2 separate regions of the Mus musculus genome follow, and region 1 is linked to region 2. The links are chromatin contacts, called in public promoter capture Hi-C maps. All regions are on one chromosome and are shown on one strand. Each heading gives the region's core, a stretch centred on a gene start, on an enhancer-like site or on the middle of the called end of the contact. The rest is flanking DNA. Distances are from core to core; before and after follow the strand shown.

Region 1 (2,700 bases), core at 23-2,522, 720 kb after region 2:
ACAGGCAACAAAAACAAATATAGCTATCATTTATAAACAGTCCAGCAAAGTAGGTACATTGTCCCATTACATGTGCACATGTCAGTGGGCGTATGCGTATGTACACACACACACACACACACGGGTGGGGTGACTAGAATCACAAAGCTATTAGGTAATAGATGAATGGAACCAAAAGTCACTGCCCATCTTTTTATTTCCCCAGGGCTGGGGATGGAACCTACCACTTAGAATGTGCTAACCTTTGCATTCTTCCATGGAGAGACAGCTCCAGGGTTATGTTAGCTCAAGCCACCAACACAAGTCTGTGATCCTCCTGCCTCCACCTTCACCCCCTGAATGCTGACCTTGTAGGCATGTGCCACCAAGCCAGCTTGTGCAGCCAATATCTCCTACAATAAACTGCCCTGGAGCCTCACCCTGGGGCCCCTAGCTGTTAAGTCACACTGCCAAGTTCAGTATCTAAGCCTTACAGCAAAGCGACTCTAGGCTGTTTGGTTCCTTGTGCCCGTTTAACATCAACAACTACCCCAGCCCTTCAACAGTGGCTCACACAAGAAAGTTCTCGACACTTGTCTGATAAATAAATTTAATGTGCACTGCCTGACAACCAGGAGGGGGAAAAAATCACAATCATAAAACCTAAAGTCACACAGAACAATCATGAATCTCTTAGGCTAGCCCAATAATGATGGCGATACAGTAAGAACTGCCTTTTGGATTTTAAGTTGTATTAAAAAACAAACAAACAAACAAAAAACTTCACAAATGTAATCTCATTCAATAGCTGTGAACAGTTCTGTTAGACAGAAAATTTGAGTCAGAAAACTCCAGCCGCGGGCCTCACTGTCTGACAAGCTAGCTGCAAAGCTGGATTTCAGCCCTAGGGCTTTACCAGAGCGAACATTGACTGCACTCGGGTCGGCTGAGTACTCTACAGGAGAGAGGGCCGAAAGAACTAGATGCTGCAACACAAAGAAGGGAGTGGGACTGGGAACACCTCCAAGGGAGGTGGCCCTAGCCAGGGTTCCTTCTCCAGCCAAGCCGCGCCAAGCCAAGCCTGACCCAGCGCCTCCGCGGTTGGCCTTGAGCAAATCGCTCAGAGAGGAAACCAGAGGCTAAACAAGTCTCGCAGGGTGAGAATGCGGGGTCCTCGCAGGGCTCCAGGAACTAAGTGGGGAGGTTTTCCGGCTCTGCCTCCCCACAGAGCCTGGAGAGCCCCCAGGTGAGTCGTGAACTTCTCACCCCGGCAGAGCTGGCGAAGTTCTTGCTGCATTTTGGTGCCCTCCAATGGTGGATTTTGGAACAGCCTCGAGGTCTTAGCCACCCACCTATGACATGCTGGAGGGGGCCTCATTTATTCTAACGGCTTAATCATTTAAGAAGAAGAAGGGGGGAAAAAAAACATACTGTGACAATAAAAGACTGTAGTCTTGTCTCTCATCTCTTACCCCAAGTGAGCAAGAAGGTTTGACAGAAATTCTCCCTAATGCAGACTCTCTCAGACTTGTCTAATAAGATACATTAGATGTTAAAAATACACGTCTCTGGGTTTTACTTTAGAAGTACCTCATGGAAACCACTAGGGAAATAACTTGGGGACGTTCATTTTAACAGTACACCCCCACACTCTCCAACTCCCACCCCCACGTTCCCCACACCCTAACACGCTGGCAATTAGCAGAGTCAAGATACTTGGGGAGGTTCAGTTCTGAGCATTCACACTGGTCTCCCGAGTACAAACAAGTGGGATGCCAGCAAACCCATGTTTCCCTGCAGGGCTAAGACAGCTACATGTGCCTTGGACAGGGAATGGGGTCCTTGTCAAAGGCACTGGTCCTAGAGATGGGAGACCTGGCTCTGCAAGGACAACTCCAGTCTGAAACTTTAGATCTATCCTGCCTTCCCTGAAGTTCTGGCTCCTCTCATAAAAAGAGCTACGTTCAGTATAGTCTCTTGCTCATAGAAGTGATGGAGCCTCCAAAGAGCTGATGAGCATTAAAGTGTGTTTAAGACAGCATGCCATTCCCACTAGTGTGCTAGAACCATGCTGGTGAGAGCAATATTCCAGGAATGTTTCAAGTTGGTAATCAAGCCTTTGGTGGTGGCTTGACATGAGCAGTGGTGGGAGTATTTGCGCAACAAAAATTGATGCATGTTACAAATTGGGGCTTTGTGTGTGTGTGTGTGTGAGAGAGAGAGAGAGAGAGAGAGAGAGAGACAGAGAGACAGAGAGACAGAGACAGAGAGACAGAGAGAGACAGAGAGAGACAGAGAGAGCAAGAGAGGAAAAGAAAGAAAGAGGAAAAGAAAGAGAGAGGAAAAGAGAGAGAATTGTTAGCACATCACTGAATATTTAGCATGTCTGGATTCTTTTACCCGTTAATTTTTTTTTGCCCACACATTTTGGTGTGTGATGTTTTTGTTTATTTTCAGTTTTTATAATAACATTTTATATATAAAAAAGCTAGTATGAAAAACAAGGAGGACTTTGCCTACAGCAAGCCCAAGCCAAAGAACGTGGTTGCCATCTTCCCACTCTCCAGACTTCAGCTAGCTGTAGCAGTTCCTCCATGACAGCAGCAGGATTTAAGTCTCAGCCCCTCCTCCAAAGGCTCCTGGGGTCACCATGAAGTGACCCTAGTGACCACATTTGATTTGGAGCCCTAGCAGAAAAGAAGTCCTCAAACTGATAGGCCT
Region 2 (2,700 bases), core at 199-2,698:
TAAACTTCATAACTAAGTCAAAGGAACATCATATCCATGGCTGTGTTTTGTTTTGTAACTAGGGTTATGTCAAATTCAGACACTATTGTTACTGTATCAATGGCAATCATCAACTGCTTGTTTTCTTCTCTCCTGACATTTAGCCAATGGTTATCTAGAAAAGCTTAGTGCCTTTACTTTCCCTATTCGGTGAAATTTCGGATAGATGAAGTCTATGCACATGCCTCAAGGACTTACTTACTTACTCTGAGACCCACTCTGTGGCTGCAAGAGGTACTATGAACCAGTACACAACTTGAGTCTGTGGTGTCACTCTGTATGTGTGTTCCTATCGTGTGCTGTCTTCCTTCCTCCCTTCTCTCCTCTCCCTCGGTCTTTCCCTCCTTTTGTCTCTCTCTTCTGCCCTCACCCTTGTTTTCTCACCTTTTCCACTTTTCTGTTTAATGTAAAGCCACGCCATAACTGGTAGGCAGTGAAGGGAGCTGGCACTTCAGTGAGAGCCTTTGTTGGCGTGTGCTGTAGCCTGGCCACAGCCTTTGCTTACTCGTCCACACTAAAATACAGGAGATTATGTACCTTGCATAAGTTTAGCATCTTACCATTGGAAACATTGTGTTTCTCACATTCAAAACAGAACTAGCTCATGACCCAATTTCACTAATAATTTTCTTAAGTAACCATTATACGCATAAGATTTTTTTCTACCCACTGTCTGTCTAGCCTGGTTTAAAATTTTATATATGTACTTTTAAAAAATTGATTAGCTGGAGACAAGCCCACTCCTCTGTTCTGTATAATAAGGATTTAAAAACTGCATGCTGAATTCTGTATAGTGTAATTAAAACTGACCCACATTTGGACCTGAGTACACCAGGACTTAGCCAAACTTGCCATGAGCTGAGTTCTGGTGGCAGATGGGAACTAATGAGGACACACTCCACTCCAGAATTTCCCAGCTGCTTGGCCCCTTTTTGTACAAACAAGGTTTGGAGCGAAGTCCGGATCCCAAGAGCATGTTCTGTAAATGTGCTGTGCCCAATGGCTTGGGAAATGTTCTCACAAAATTATGCTGCTTCAAGGTATCCTTAAGATTTCACCTATTGTCCAGTTTGTTTGTATTTTTTTTTAACTCAAAAGAGCTTTTATTGCTCTTGCCAACCAGTTTTTAGTTTTAAAGTGAATAGGAATCAAACACACCCCATCTTTTCTCCTGTGCCTGGCAATGGTGGTAAAGGCATTCCCATCACAACATGGAGATTTGTAAGCTCCCTACCTCAGGGACCACTGCACCTCAGGAGAAGCATGTCTCTTTGCAACCTATGGATCTCTTCAGCTGGTTTGCTGTCCTGGGACTATTGAGGCAGATGTAATTGAATCAGTTTGAGGCAGCTGGAGCTGGCATGTGGTCTCTCAGATTGCTAGCACCTGCTTGTTTTTTTGCAACTCACTAGAGTGAGAGAAGTGCCAAAACCAGCATTGGTCTTGGAGCAGCAGCTACAGCTCTCCAGATCTCACATCCCTTCCCCTTCCAGCCTCGCCACATCATCACGGGGCCTGAATTAATAAAACCCTTTGCATGATTAGGTCTGAGGTAGACCTTTCCTTCTCATTCTTCTCAGTATGCAGATCCTGACAGTACTGACCACGAGTCCAAAAAAATAAGGCCGGATAATGGTGATCAGGTGGCTGTGGGGCTCTCTTATCATTAGACAACTGGGTAGCCTGTGGTTTGCACATTTCAATGAATGTACCAAATTCATTTACTGTTCCAGCATAGTCTTATTGGCACAGAGAATGAGCAGTTAATGTATAACAAACTGTGAGCTGTTGTAGAATATGATAAATACACTTCCTTAGCAGGGGGGAAATAAAATGGGGCTCTTTCTCCAATGTAAGAACTAAACTAATTGCTGTGGATTGCTTCAGGACTCACTGTGTACCGGATGTTACAGTGTTCTAAAGGAGAGATTTAAATCCTAGGATCCCAGTAGGTGAGCTTTATTTTAAAATATATACATTTGTCATATTTAAAGTTGTAAATCTTTTTTTCCAATATATTTGTATAACCTTAACTTTTCTTTGTTGCATTTAATTATTGTACAGGAATGATCTCACTGGATCCTGATGTTTTATTTGAATTGAGATGTTATAATGTATGTTTATACATTTCTCTAAAGGAGGTTTATTGTTGATAGTATTTTTAGAGCAGCTATGAAATAGAATCATGACTTACTGTAGGGAAATGTTATTTCATTATCATTTGGTAATTACCACATTGTAACACATAGATGCTAGGGAGAAAAGGATATGTGATGTGGCCTTGACCAAAAGGAACTTGAAGACAAATAAGTCAGTCCTTTAAATGACAAAATAAGGCAGGATCAATGTCAAATGAGGTTCTTAGAACTGCCGTGCCCCTTTCTCTTCTCTGTTGTTCATGGAGTACATGCCGAGTCCAGTTTGGTCCTCTTTGCCACCAAGCCAGATTCCTCCTAAAGAGAGCAGAGTACTCAAGCATCGCCAACTGATGGAAGCTGTGTGTAACACAATACCCGTGGGCAGTTGCTGGGAAAGCATGGCATGAGTAATTGCTAAAGCTAGTCTGTGGGAACGGAGATCTCTGTGAGTTTGCTAGGGAGAATCTAGAGTTGAGATGGATCATGAATAAAAGCAATACATTAGGATGAATTTTCTGAGACC

Evidence for each region. Promoter capture Hi-C pulls out the DNA fragments that hold promoters and counts their contacts.
Region 1: a promoter capture Hi-C map of hippocampal neurons shows a contact between it and region 2, with 4 times the contacts expected there. The contact joins two enhancer-like sites. A contact is called at or near these places in 1 of 39 promoter capture datasets (hippocampal neurons) and 1 of 115 datasets of contacts at active chromatin or transcription factors (astrocytes).

Annotation. Positions count from the first base shown.
Region 1 is chr16:43,800,944-43,803,643 of GRCm38.p6, forward strand. All of the region lies in intron 2 of Drd3 (dopamine receptor D3), which reads left to right. Among named protein-coding and RNA genes, the nearest start is that of Gm26074, 32 kb to the right of the region's middle. Within about 2 kb of position 1,273, at least 143 of the 459 cell types and tissues checked have an H3K27ac peak or open chromatin away from gene starts, as enhancers often do. A contact at or near this core is called in hippocampal neurons, where this site is marked.
Region 2 is chr16:43,079,678-43,082,377 of GRCm38.p6, forward strand. The region is part of intron 2 of Zbtb20 (zinc finger and BTB domain containing 20); the gene reads left to right. Among named protein-coding and RNA genes, the nearest start is that of Gm25873, 45 kb to the right of the region's middle. Within about 2 kb of position 1,449, at least 32 of the 459 cell types and tissues checked have an H3K27ac peak or open chromatin away from gene starts, as enhancers often do. A contact at or near this core is called in hippocampal neurons, where this site is marked.